Linked DNA regions of Mus musculus: all the other regions are linked to region 1. Evidence: chromatin contacts called from public promoter capture Hi-C data. All regions are on one chromosome and are shown on one strand. The core of a region is the stretch at or near the end of the contact, and the rest is flanking DNA. Distances in the headings are between cores, read along the strand shown. Region 1 holds the start of Zfat (zinc finger and AT hook domain containing). Region 2 overlaps St3gal1 (ST3 beta-galactoside alpha-2,3-sialyltransferase 1). Region 3 holds the start of 1700012I11Rik (RIKEN cDNA 1700012I11 gene).

Region 1 (4,595 bases), core at 855-3,354:
AGACAGGAGGATCCTAGGGGTTCATTGGCCAGCCAGGCTAGTCAGACAATGAGTTTCAGGTTCAGCAAGAGGCCCTATCTCAAAACATGAGGTACACAACAATAGAGAAGACTGAAAGCTAGCCTCTGCCTTCTAAGTGCACACTCATGTCCCCATCTGAAAGTGTGAGCCACACAAGAAGGTGAGGAAGCAACTGTGGTGTCTCCATTCACAAAACTGCCTTCCGTCCCTTTCCTTACTAATTTCCTCCTTCTTGGGACCAGCCTGGGAAAAGATATGCAATAAGTCTTTTTTGAAAAAATGAGTAGATTTAAGGAAGGAATAGTGGAGAAAAATCACAGCCACCCCTCACCCCCTCAAGACCACATCTACAGTCAGTTTTTTTTTTTTTCTTCTTCTTCTTCTTAAAAAAAATTTGGCTTTACTGTTTGGGAGCCATTGAGTTTTGAGATATATGTTAACTAGCTTCATTTCCAAAACTGATTTTGGCTACAACATTCAAGAGCAATCGACCCACCTGCTAATCAATCAATAGTATTTCAGTGCTGCTTTTTAAGAAAGGCAGCCCAGCACAAAACCAGTATTGTCAGCAACCAGCACAACTCACATGTCCTGACAGAAAATTAGTGTAAATATTTGGAGTTCTAAAAAGGAAATCACATCAATGCAGCATTCTGGTTAGTTCATTTTCAAATGAAAGATGTTACTGTTCCCCTGCCACGCAGCCCTCCCTGAGGCAGAAGTTAGTGGAGGTGAAGCAACAACTTCCTGATTCTCCTCACATTGTGTCTACCGGCATCTGGTGGGTTGTGGAAAGGTGGGGCCACACACTTCATGGACTGTCTATGTGATCTCAAAAAAGCTACACAACCTTCCTGAACACCTGTCCTTTGCTCACCTGCCCACTGAAATAAAGATGTTTTTAAATATGTACTAAACAGAAGAATGAAGAATTAGACCAGTCATCTTAAGGTTCACTGCCCAAAGGCACGTCAACGTTTCTGGTTTTTGTTTTTAAAAAAGTGAACAAAATGAATGAGCTCATTCAGTCGTTCAGTAGCATTACTATGAAATCTGTGATGGGTAGGCAAAGACTAAAAGACCCAGGGGCCTTTGTGACAGGACCCTCTCTCCGCTCGGCAAACTCAGTCCATGGCAGAAAGGGGTAGCAAACAGTTATGCGCAACTGAATGTGAAGAAGTAATAAACACATGACCTCGACCTGTGGGGGTAAGAGAGAGGAACCTAGAGCTGTCTGAGGAGCACTCCAAGCTAAACACTACAGAAGGACTATACTCAGCATTTCACCAGCACTGTAAAAACAAACCAGGGCTGCCCAGACGCCGGTCATTTCCGTCCTGCTTCTTTTAACATTTTTCTCTTGTTTCTGTATGTGTGGAGTACTTTTTTACAATGGCTAATTTAAAAACCTTTCTAAAAGATAGCTTTACCAGCACAAGTACGACTGTTATTATTATATATATACTTAATTGGCCAACTCTAAAACTCATTCCCAGTTTCGAATGCTAAAAAGCTGACCAAGATAGGTAGGGATAAGGGACTTCGATGTCGGTAGAAATATATTCTATCAAAGTTACGTGGAACAGACGCTTCCTGCAGCGTGCGGAGGGGGCTCTAAGCTCCTAACATAAAAAACGGAAAGGTGGTCACTGAGCTTCCAAAAAAAAAAAAAAAAAAAAAAAAAAAAAAGATGTGCGAGGCACTGTCACTTCCAACCCGGCTCGTCCCGGACCCTGGGAGAGCCTGCCTGGGCCAACTACACCTAGTCAACCCGACCGGCAACTTGGGAAACTGAGCCCCGGAAAAGCTAGTATGCAAAGGGGCGCACTAGCCTGCCCACTCGCAGCCGTCCCCGCACGGAAGAGGATTCAGGACATTCCGGGTCCTGACTCCCACGTCCCAGGATCACAGCGTCCCGCCCCGGGCGTGGCCCAAAACAGCGCGCAGAACGCCGGGACGAGAGGCCGGCACCTAGGGTAGCCGCGAGCATGCGCACTGTGCCTTGCGTGCCGAGGGCGGTTCCCCGCGACCGACGTCGCTACGTAGGCGTCGGATCCCCGGGGAGAGGAGGGCGAAGACTCCATCCGCCATGTTGGATGCCGCAGATTCGCCATAACCTCTCCGGCTCTTTCCCTAAAAAAATCAAAATAAAGAGCGAAGTTTCCTCAGGGTGTCCGACTTTCTCGCTCAGCCCGGGAGGGAGCCGGGAAGAGCCCGAGGCTTTTTTTTTCCTCCGCCGTGGGGGCGTTGCCATGGAGACGCGGACGGCAGGTGAGCGGGGATGGGGGTTGGGGCGCGGCGGGGTGGGGGTGGGGCGCGGCGCCGCGCGGGAAACCGCTCGTGGTGTGCAGTGGGGAGGCCGCGCGCAGACTCGGGCCGGCGGAGGGATCCACGGGCGGGCGGAGCGCCGACGTCGCAGCGTTCTGCGGCCCACGTTTGGAAGCTGGCTTGATCCTGCCGCAGGAAAGAAAAAAAAGGGAGGCGGTGGAGAGCAAGCGAGGGGAGCGCCCTGCGCGCCTGGGGAGCAGTTTCCAGGGCTGTGGGCGGTGCCAGGGCGCCCGCCAGCGGCCATCCGCGGGCGTCTGGCTGCATAGGTGTTCGAGTCCCGTTGCCTGCCGCTGTTTGTGTGAGCTTTGAGTTGGCTTCTTGCTTAGTCAACAGTTTCGTAAAGTAGATGACTTCCCCTTCCCAGTGATCAACCCCGTGTTCTTAGCCAGGACGTGCTTCAAGTCCAGCCTTCTCTAGTGACCTTCAGAGGGAGCGGCCAATGAGAGAGATGGGCTTTATCACGGGTGACCCTGTCCCATGCAAGTAGTCATTTGCCTTCTGTCTTTGGCCCAGTGCTGTAGGGCATTGTCCTCGTGCGCTTGAACGAAGTGGCTCCAGGCCACTTCCTCCAGGCAGCCCTCAGACTGTCTAGCCAGAAGCTGCTTTAGCTGGTCTCATTGGAAGGGTAGACTTTTCACTTAACCCCTGGTGACTCCCCTTAACCTTAAGCTTGTGACCTCTAGCCTGTGATTGACACCAATTTAGACTCTTGGACCCTGACTTCCGAGGGTCGCTGCCAGTGTCTCCTGGTTGTTCTTAGTTGGTCATTCACTGAAGAAGAGAAAAGTTGAGAGCCCAGATTCCTGACAGTGGAGCTTTAAAGAGATCGGACTTCTGGCTTGGAAAACAATGTGAACCATATGTTTGCTTGGCCTTTGTCACTGTCCCCTGGAATTCAGACAGGCTCTTAGTAGGGGTGACCTTCTATTGAATGACTGAGTGAAGGAGCTGCTGATCATTTGTACACGTCACTGTGGTTTCCTGCTGGAGCCTGGGTCCATCCATACAGGGGACAGAAAACTCACGTTCCTGGGGCTTACCTCCACTACTCTCCACCTTTAGCTTTGGAACCTATCACTTGATCTGTGAAATTAGTGTTGGTGCTACAGAGTGGCTATAGGTCAAAGGGACACACAACAAGCCCCAAACAGGTTATCTTTCTGTTTTCCAGCCATGACAAGTGAAGAAGGCTCATAGTTTGAACAAAATGTATTTCTGTCAGCTCGTTTCTGGGAAATTTCCCGTTTTGGTGTTGGAAAGGCGGCTTTGGGTGGTAAACAGGCTGGGTGGTCATTGCCCCAGTTCCAGCTCTGTTCTGTGTGTGTTCCAGCTCTGTTCTGTGTTGGTCTCTTTTTCATGGTATCTTTTGCTTTGGGTGCAAAGGTTTCTGCTTCTTTCTTTTCCCACCTTGTAGTGTACACAACAGCTTCTCAGCTATCGCTGTCTTGAAGGAGAATCTAGTGGCTGCTCAGAGCAGGCCTAGTCAGAGTTGGGTGATTACACTGTTTCTCCTCCTCTCATTTTCTTTTATAGATGTCTCATGCATGCTGCCCCTGAAAACCTCTCTATCAAGATGGGTCAGTTTAATAGAGGGGGATTTAGCCTAATGGTTTGTCCCTTGTCACCTGTTGGGGTTGTTAAGCTTTCAGCGTGTCAAACTTTCCAGGGGCAGGTACTCCCTTCAGAGGCAGTCTCTCACTGTTCACAGCTTTGCTGGAGAGAGCCGCTCCTGAGAGACTCTGAGAGCTCCTGAGAGCTCCTGAGGCAGGGGCTGTGACCCTTGTGCTTGAGGCCCATGTGTTGTGCCTCTACCTTGCTCACACTGGTGGCACTCCAGATGGTTTTCATAACAACACACTGTCACCATGCATTTGCTTTGGGAAGTGTGTGTGGATGGAAAGGTGGGGTGAAGTTTGGTTATAATTTTTTTTTTTTCCGAGACAGAATTTTCCAAGAAGCATCCCACATGATTATGATTTTTTTTTTTTTTTTTGTTCTGAAGGGGAAAAAAGTAACTTTGGAGTGGGGAATAGTGAACATTTTAAAACATATATTGTAGATTCAAAGTTGGCTTAAAAAACATAAAATATACATGGTGGCTTACAACCATCTATAATGGGATCCAGTGCCCTCTTCTGGTGTGTCTGAAGACAGCTACAGTGTACTCATGTAAATAAATAAACAATTAAAAAAACATAAAATATAAAAACAAATGAATTTGCTTCTGAAAAGACAATGCTTGGCAC
Region 2 (4,595 bases), core at 1,498-3,997, 1.1 Mb after region 1:
CACCCTCCCATCAACACAGAGGACCCAGCAAAGGGTGGAGGTGGTGAACATGAGGAGGAAGACCCTCAAGTACCTCACCTTCTTCCTGCTCTTCATCTTCCTCACTTCCTTTGTCCTGAATTACTCCAACACGGGAGTACCCAGTGCCTGGTTCCCCAAGCAGATGCTCCTGGAACTCTCAGAGAACTTCCGCAGGTTCATCAAGTCACAGCCGTGCACCTGCAGACACTGCATCAGCCAGGACAAGGTATCATATTGGTTCGACCAGCGCTTCAACAAGACTATGCAGCCCCTGCTGACAGTCCACAACGCTCTGATGGAGGAGGACACATACCGGTGGTGGCTGGTGAGCAGAATAGGGTCTGGGAGTGGGATTGGGGGAGTCCTGGGGACCCACCAAGCATTTGACAGCATTCAGAGTATCATCCCTGCCCCTCCACCCCTCGCCATCCCTTCACTCAGCAACTGTTTGTCGAAAGTCTATTATGGATACATCAGAGAAAAGCCCTAGTGGGGGTTGGGGATTTAGTTCAGTGGTAGAGTGCTTGCCTAGCAAGCCCAAGGCCCTGGGTTTGGTCCTCAGCTCCGGAAAAAAAAAAAAAGCCCTAGTGGTTTTCCCTCCTGTGGCTCCCATCACAAATCACCATGGACCTGGTGGCTTAAGACATCAGTGGTAGTCACAGGTCCCCATCCTGGAGGCCAAGAGTCCCCACACCCTTGCTTCTCTCCTACTATTACTGCTGTGGATGAAAATTTGTGGCACCCCCTTGACCCATGACTGTAGCAACCAGTCTCTGCTCCCACATCCCAAAGTGACCCTGTGTCTCTGGTATCCTCTCATGGGAAGAGTGTGTGGCCTTGGCTCTAGGTTGCACCCCCAAATCCAGGCTAGTCTCACCTGCCACCAATTGCAGAACTAGATCTGAGCAGGTGGTATGAATGTGGGAATCAGGAAATACAGTGGTCTTCCGTGTCTAGGGATTGGCCTCAGTCCCTTCCTATATGCCCAGAGGTGAGCTAACATCCTGGTCTCACACACAAAAGGTGCCCAGAGAATACCTGTAGAATGGATAAATGAGTTTTCTTCCCATCTCTTGTCCTGGGATGGGGGTGGCAGTCACCTGTGTCTTCACATTTAATAGCTGGGTTTGGTGACCAGGGAGCCAGCGTGCTCAGCTAGAGGCAGTGGAGCCACACTGGCCATTCCCTCTGTTCTCTCCCCCAGAGGCTCCAGCGGGAGAGGAAACCCAACAACCTGAGCGACACCGTCAAGGAACTGTTTCGCCTGGTGCCTGGCAATGTGGATCCTATGTTGAACAAGAGGCTGGTGGGCTGCCGACGCTGTGCAGTTGTAGGAAACTCCGGTAACCTGAAGGACTCCTCGTATGGGCCTGAGATCGACAGCCATGACTTTGTGCTGAGGTGAACACTGGACCCGAGCCCACAGTTCCTCAGAAGTGTGTGAAACACCTTGGCTGAGCTCAAAAGGCCAAGGTTCAAGGCTGGCCGCCCTCTGGGTCTTAGTCTCTTCATCTTTTCTTACCAAGGTGGACTATAATAGAGGGTGTTGCTAGAGATTTTCAATGGGCTGGGGGACTTGGTACCTAAGATCTATTGCATGGCAAAATTTGAAGTCTGGTTCTGTGACTCAGATCTGCCCTCAGCTTTCAATCTAGACCCTGAACCAGAAGCGTTTAATGCCCACTTTGCTTCTTCTGTCCTCAAGTGGAATTGTCATCTCAGGAAAAAGGACCATACCTCCCTTGAGTTTATTGTAATCCATACTCAGAATGTTCTGGGACAGAGAACATAATTAGAGGTGGGACTCAGTATACCCCCCCCACCCAGGTATCTTCTAGAATCTAGAACAATGTTATTTCTGTGTCTTTGACTTCATGTCCATAGGCCCCTTTCCTGGCTCTCAGTGTACCTAGTATCCTGAGGGGATGGCCATGATGAGAGGCAGAGTCAGGCTCAGGGTCAGGCAGACCTGAGTTCAAAGCTATCGTTTGGTAGACAGCTTATCTGGATACCGAAAAAGGCACACCTACTAGGTTACCCACGACATGGGTGGTCAATGATCGGAGAGCAAGACCCACCCAACTTGCTTTTATAAATAAATAACTAAATGCCTTGGCCTCTGTTTTGCTGGATTAGGGATGGAATTTGGCTATGCATGCTAGGCAAGCTTTCTTCCTCTGACCTGGTTACTTCCCACACCACAGGCTGCCCTTGAACTCACCATCCTCCAGGCCGAGCCTTCCAAGTAGCTGGGATTTCAAACCAGCTCGTCCAGGTCTGTCTGGCCTATGTCTACAAGGTTCCCATTGTACACACGGAGAAACTGAAGCCTAGGGAAGAAGGGAGTCACCTGCAGTTACCACACAGGTGACTCCAACTCCAGCATCCTTACTGAGTACCCTATTTTTCTCCTCTCCCAGGATGAACAAGGCACCCACAGTGGGTTTTGAGGCAGACGTTGGGAGCCGGACCACCCACCATCTCGTGTATCCTGAGAGCTTCCGGGAGCTGGGAGAGAATGTCAACATGGTCCTGGTCCCCTTCAAGACCACCGACCTGCAGTGGGTGATCAGCGCCACCACCACAGGCACCATCACTCAGTGAGTTCCTCTAGGGTCTGCCCTATGTCCAGCTGTCTCATACAACGTATCACTCCTGCTGGGCTGTTCCGTAAGGTTCCTCTTCCCCGTGCCTCCTGGTACATATGTGACAGGTCCTAACTGACTGGTCCCCTCACCTCCTAGCATCATCCATACTCCAAACTTTGTGCTATAGTTTGCTTCCTTCAAACTCTCTGGAATCTCTTAGATGAACCCCAGGAAAGGACTCAGCATGTGGCAGCTCCCTGCTGCTCCTCAGTGCTGGGGGCCCCCTTTGCAGCATAGAACAGGCAGGAGCTGCTGAGTGCATACTTTGTGGCTAAGTCAACGATTGGCTCTCCAACAGTAAGTGCTGCCATCTGCTCCTCAGGCATGGCGCCTATCATTTGAAACTTAGCATCTCTCATTTGATCCTCCCAGCAGTGCTTCTCATTAGCTCTGGCCTCCAGGGAGCAACCATAGCAGGGGCCAAACCACTTGCCCAACAGTGAACTTGACCCAGAGCCCATGCAACCATCTGGGTCTAATTCCTCGGTCCCTGACTTTTCTCAAAGGGGAGTGGCTTCCATTTCCAGATGTCCACGTAACTCCTAGTCCTAGCCCTGGTCTCCCAGGAGGCAGAGCCAGAGTCAAGAACTACGGGTTCCAAGAACTCCGTGCCTCCAGGGTAAAGAGTGCAAGGGAAGGGCTCAGCAAGAGATTGGGCCAGGCAGCTGGCTCAAGATTCTCCCCTGATACTCTACAGCATGGAGAGCCTAAATTGCACAAGTTAGATTCCATGTGGTAGTGCATTTTAAACCTTGATGCTACAGCCCATGTCTGCTTGCATGAGCTAGAGACAGCCATAGGTCACCCGTGTCAGTTCCCCAGCATCAGCCTGAGCCCCACTACTGAGCACAGATGTTCTGGCTCTGGAGAATGGAGTCAAATATTCCTAGGCCTCTGAAAGGCTGTGCTCATAGCAAGTCTCCATTCTGGCCCATCAAGCCATAGAACTTTCTCTCTTTTTTTTTCTTGGATATTTTCTTTATTTACATTTCAAATGTTTCCCCTTTCCAGGTCTCCACTTCAGAAACCCCCCTACCCCCCACCCACCCCCTCACCTCTATGAGGGTGTTCCCCCACCCACCCACTCCCATCCTCCTGCCCTGGCATTCTCCTACACTGGGGCATCGAATACTCTCAGGTCTGAGGGTCTCTCCTCCCACTGATGTCCAACAAGGCCATCTTCTACCACCTATGTAGCCAGTGCCATGGGTCGCTCCATGTGTATTCTTTGGTTTGTGGTCCAGTCCCTGAAAGTTCCAGGGGGTCTGGCCTGTTGACACTGTTGTTCCCTCCATGGGGCTGCAAACCCCCTCAGTCCCTTCTCCAATCAGGGACTCCCAAGCTCAGTCCAATGGTTGGCGTAGAACATTCTCAAACCATCTAGAGTCACACCCCGATGGTTCTGCTGGAGAAGGAGCTATGCTGGGGCAGGAAAATGGCTTCTCGGGGCCTAAGCCTCCCTACCCATACCACACTGGCTGTGTCACTCTCCACACTAAATACCTTAAATACCTCCTCTTTCCCATCTGCAGCACCTATGTCCCCGTGCCCCCGAAGATCAAAGTGAAACAAGAGAAGGTAAGAGGCAGCTTGGGACCTTCCTACTCTGCCCTGATTTTTCCAAGATTTGGTGCTATGATGGTGCACTGGGCCACACAGAGTGCCCAGGCCCTGGGCATCTTTGCTGCTAAGGACAGGTCTCCAAAGTGCATCTCCAGAATAGCAGAACTACCTGGGAACTTGCCACAAACATGACCCTCTAGGAGTACCCAGACCTACTACAGCCAACCCAGGGTAGCACCCTGGAGGGTGAAGGCAATATAAGCTTTGATGTTGGGTATTTTGGCTTTTTGTTTTGTTTTGTTTTGTTTTGTTTTGTTTTGTTTTTGAGTTGTTCCTGGAAGCTTCTCAAAGCCACACTCCCCT
Region 3 (4,595 bases), core at 1,181-3,680, 1.0 Mb after region 1:
GTTCGGCATGCCTAAGAACACCTGGGCTTTCCCTCCATCCTGTTGTTCACTGTCTGCTCTGTAATTTCTTATTGCTCATTTGGCTCCATATCAAGACTCTTCAGTGAACATACTCCAGTCAAATAAATCCGTCTAAGGGTCCAGGCTTCAGTGGGCAGAAGATAAAGGCCAGTTGGCCTCAGGTCACCTCTTCTGGGTCATGAAGTTTGGATTTATTTGAGATCAGCTAAATGAGCCAATGGAGAAACATCAAAGCTCCAGTAAGTAAGATCTGTTATTGCAAAGTCACTACAGCTTCCAACAGCGAAACCCACCACTGCAACTAGGTTTCTAGAATGTCCTATAGGATAGAGTGACTATGGTGAACAACACTTACTCGGGTAATTCAAAATAGGTCCAAGAGAGGACTCTGAAATGTTAACAACACTCATCAACATGATAAACAATTCAGGCAATAAATATATTAGAACCCTGAATGTATGCATATGGTACACATATGATAAAATTTCACTTTGTACTCACAGATGCAAGCATTTGTTATGTGTCAATTTTATACACACACACATATGCACTTTATAATATAAGGCATTTTTTAAGCCTTTGGCAATCAGAACTGGTCTCTGTCAACAGTACTTTATTCTAGTGTGAGTGAAATACTTTCAACCACATAGAACATGACATTTAAAATATATAATAGAACCATACACCAGACAATTCTTACTTGGCCCCTCTTGGGGGAAAAAAGTGTCTTTGTGCTCTCCACGTTTTTCCCTATTATTTTTCCTCAGATCTAGCCATCCTTCAGGGCATATGTGTTCTAGGCCTCTAACGAGATGATTGCCCCACTCTTAGGGGTCCGTTGAGACCCCTCTGCCTCACCAACCTGCATTATATGAATTGTCTTGAGCACAGTACCACCAAACCCAGACAGCACTTGAGTCAAACATCATAAAATTATTATTTCCTCATTAAGACTGGCTTCCATACAGCCCCGGATAGCCTTGAGTTTGCTTTGTAGCTAAGGATAACCTTGAACTCCCGATCTTCCTAAATGCCGGGATTACACGCATGCATGACCATGCCCTACTTTGAGATGCTAGGGGTCAAGCCCAGGGCTAATGACAGTCCAGTACTCTGTTAACTGAACTGAATTCCCAGCCCACTGAATCAGTCATTTCCTCTGGTATGTAAGAATGAAAATGAGCCATGAGGCTCCATGGTGGCTGAAACATAAATCAGGAAACTTGAGAGGTGACGGCAGCTGCATAAGGTTGGAGTGGTGAAAATAGAAACTGTTCCCACCCAGGAAACACACTGAGAATAGGCCATAGGGAATCCAGGCTCTGGCTCCAGCCATCCTGAGCCCTGCCATATTCCTATCCCCTGTTCTAAACACTGTAGTAAAATAGATCTAAAAAATTCCATTGAGGGGTTTCTTCCTGCCTTTGGCAGCTTATGTTCCCAAATGAAAGATGTGTCACATAGCCGTTTTGTTTTTAAATATGCCTTATGCAGTACTGTAGCTCGGCAACTGCCTACCCTCTATGCTGTTGGTTATGTAAGTGAGGTTGAGGTTTCCTGGACTTGGGACTGTGAGAAAGAGTAATGGGAAGCAAGAAGCCACCACGGGCTAGGAAAAGAACCTGTGAGAGATGAGAAAGGAGATCCACCATGACCTAGGGGCCAAGGTGTCCCAGAGGGCTGCCTGGTTGCAGTTTAGAGGAGTTCAGATGGAGCATAATAAATAGTGACTAATAGTTTAGGATTATCTATAGAAAGGTAGATTCTAACAGCGTGGAGGGTAGGCAGCTGCCAGCTATTGTGTTGCATAAGGCATACTAAAATATAAAGCTTTTGTGTGTGTGTGTGTGTGTGTGTGTGTGTGTGTGTGTGTGTGTGTGTTTATCTGGGAACATAAATGGTCTAAGGTGGGAAGAACACCACCACCACCACCCCCCGTGCCGAGGTTTTTTAAAAATATTTTGTACGACAAGACACTGCCTTCATTTCTTCTCCATCATTTTCTCTCTTGCTTTTTGAACAAACTCCAGTTGGATTCCTTCCACCTGTGCCCCAGCCAAGTATAATTAATTCAATTTGTGAACAGACGTGACTTACATGCGTGCCTCTTTCACCTCTAATTTCAGAGCATCGCCTTTGCAAGTGTGGCCTGCCCAGCCAGCCTCGCTGGAAGGAGTCTTCCCTAGAACAAACTGCAGAGAATCAGTGCTTCCGGGAAGCAATTTGCTCGAATGACTCTTACCCACAGTCAGCCACCAGCAGAAGCTATCTTTTTATCAGCAGGCCTACAGGTAGCCCAGCCAGCAATCCACCCTATCACTGAATGGGAAGATGTTGGCATCAAAGAGATCTGATGAACAGGAATTACCACTCTGCTTCAGGTGAACTTTACATGTGACTAATTGCTTTAAGCCTCCATATCCTGGTCTTTCAAGTGTTGCTAATAATAGGCATGTGCCTTCTAGAACCTGGGGGAAGATCCAAGGCGATGGTGCCTGTGATCTCACTTGGAAGGCCTTCTGGCATACAACAAGCATCACATAAGTGACACCTCACATTGCCAGACAGAAGCTAGTCTTCTAGGTTTCTTAAGCTAATGATCATGTCTGCAAGGTCAGGTTCTCCACATGCCCTCCTCCCAGCTACTGTGTCCCCTTGGACTGTGTATTACAAATATGTTGTTATGGTGTTCCTGCCCCGAGCCTTTTATCCATGCCATTCATTTTGCATAGCCATAGCCACAAAGGGTATATCATCACCATAGGCTTGTGCTGTAGGAATAGAGGGCCACAAAAACCATAAAGGATAATAGAAGCCAAGATTTGTTTCTGGTTGTGTGCTAACCCATCACCCAAGACAATCTTTTCCAAGTCTCCTACTCAGTGCCCAAAACTACAGGAGATCCCAAAGCCCTTACATACTGTTTTTCATATTCATACCAACCTATAAGGAAGCCATGTCTATGAATCAAACCCACTTTGAGCATAACAATTATCACCAATGATAAAATAATTACCATGGTAGTTTATAGCAGAATGTATTTGAACCTTAAGAGTTTCTTACTTCTGAATCTTTTTATTTAGTGTTTTCAAAGTATGGTTGATCAGGGGTAACTGAAATCATAGAGAGAGGAATCACAGATAAGGATGGGTAATAATATGCATTGCAAACTGCAAGTGAGATACGTCTCTGTTCCACATCTCTTCATTCCAGGAGCAATAAGCACCACCTAGGCAGGACAAATTTGACTTGTGGCCGAGAGAAAACACATTTAGAGAACACTTCCAGACATTTTCAGGGGATCATGCAATCACATCCACTTCCACTGGATTACCACATGACTTTTTTTTTTTCAATTTTAAACCTACAGCAGATTGGCTTCGTGGGCACGGAACCCTGGATGGCAGAAGGCTGACTGAACTCTCTCCACATTACCAAATTACCTGCTTCAATACTTCTGATCAAAAAGCTTTTCAACTGGTGGCCATTTCTTCCCCTTGACATTTGTCATTTTCCAGATGGCAGTTTTGATTGTGAGGAAAGAGTAAGGACAATGTTGAAAACCTATAACGCCTCAAACAGCCCCTCTCTGCCAACAGAGAATGAAATGACTCAAAATATCAACAATGCTATGGTCAGTGCTTTGGTTTTCTTTCTGTCACTGTGATAAAATATTGACCAAAACCAACTTAAGGAGGAAAGGGTTTATTTCATCTTAAAGCTTACAAGCCATCATTGAGGGAAGCCAAGGCAAGAACTTGTGGGGCAAATTGAAGCAGTAACCATGTGCGAGTGCTGCTTACTCCCATGATTCTCCAACTCACACTCAGCCATCTTTCTTTTACTTCCCAGGACCACCTAGATTTAGAGGTGACATCACCCCTAGTGACTGGTTCCTCCCACATCAATAATTCATCAAGAAAACACTCTGCAGACTTATCTACAGATCAATTTGATGGATGTATTTTCTCAATTGAGGTCCCTCTTCCCAGATAATGCTAGCTTGTATCAAGTGTCAAGTTAGCAAAAACAAACAAAAACTAACCAGAATAGTTGGGAATTCTTGCTCTTGGCTGTGTACATTTTTCTTGAAAATAGAAATCTCAGCTACTTTTTTTAATTGTTAAGTTTCTAATGCTTAGCTCAAAACCTGAACAACTCAGTCATCCACTGTGTCCCTGCTACTAGTACTACTAGTAAGTGGACGTGAGAGAGAACGAATTCTTACCTTCCTAAAATATCTGTGCATCCCCTACGTCTATCACCTGGACCAGGCACATTTTCAGGCCAATGATGTCTGGGATGTGAGTCCAGGGAAAGATCCCTTTCTATCTCTTCCTTTGTTGATTTTTTTGCATGCATGGACTCAGCAAACTATTTTGGAAACCTATTGATCCTCTCCTAGGAAGTCCTCCAACTTGATCTTCTAGATTCTGCCTACCCAGAGAAGAGAGCCTGACTAGAAAGCACCAGTTTCTTTTTATTCTGGATGATAGTAATAGGAATGGATAAATTTATTTCTCTATTTCATTCCCTCCTCTGTTGCTATGACCCTATGGGCTACCCCCGATTCG

Evidence for each region. Promoter capture Hi-C pulls out the DNA fragments that hold promoters and counts their contacts.
Region 2: a promoter capture Hi-C map of cranial neural crest shows a contact between it and region 1. The contact joins the enhancer-like site here to the promoter of Zfat in region 1. A contact is called at or near these places in 14 of 39 promoter capture datasets (the 3T3-L1 cell line, the C10 cell line, the HPC-7 cell line and 8 more), 14 of 484 Hi-C or Micro-C datasets (the G1E-ER4 cell line, the STO cell line, bone marrow-derived macrophages and 7 more), 10 of 115 datasets of contacts at active chromatin or transcription factors (T-cell acute lymphoblastic leukemia, bone marrow-derived macrophages, embryonic forebrain and 6 more) and 2 of 9 other capture datasets (embryonic stem cells and macrophages).
Region 3: a promoter capture Hi-C map of hippocampal neurons shows a contact between it and region 1, with 13 times the contacts expected there. The contact joins the promoter of 1700012I11Rik here to the promoter of Zfat in region 1. A contact is called at or near these places in 16 of 39 promoter capture datasets (the 3T3-L1 cell line, 3T3-L1-derived adipocytes, the C10 cell line and 10 more), 1 of 484 Hi-C or Micro-C datasets (embryonic fibroblasts) and 5 of 115 datasets of contacts at active chromatin or transcription factors (the NIH/3T3 cell line, acute myeloid leukemia, embryonic forebrain and 2 more).

What each region holds. Positions count from the first base shown.
Region 1 is chr15:68,256,365-68,260,959 of GRCm38.p6, reverse strand. Zfat (zinc finger and AT hook domain containing) reads left to right here and starts at 2,104. Exons shown (of 16, transcript NM_001145888.1): 1 at 2,104-2,292. The coding sequence starts at 2,274.
Region 2 is chr15:67,109,258-67,113,852 of GRCm38.p6, reverse strand. It overlaps St3gal1 (ST3 beta-galactoside alpha-2,3-sialyltransferase 1), which reads left to right. Exons shown (of 9, transcript NM_009177.4): 4 at 1-346; 5 at 1,226-1,422; 6 at 2,442-2,621; 7 at 4,202-4,247. The coding sequence starts at 50. Among named protein-coding and RNA genes, the nearest start is that of Gm31400, 59 kb to the left of the region's middle. Within about 2 kb of position 2,747, at least 23 of the 459 cell types and tissues checked have an H3K27ac peak or open chromatin away from gene starts, as enhancers often do. A contact at or near this core is called in the STO cell line and muscle stem cells, where this site is marked.
Region 3 is chr15:67,224,604-67,229,198 of GRCm38.p6, reverse strand. 1700012I11Rik (RIKEN cDNA 1700012I11 gene) reads right to left here and starts at 2,430. Exons shown (of 9, transcript NR_045140.1): 1 at 2,119-2,430.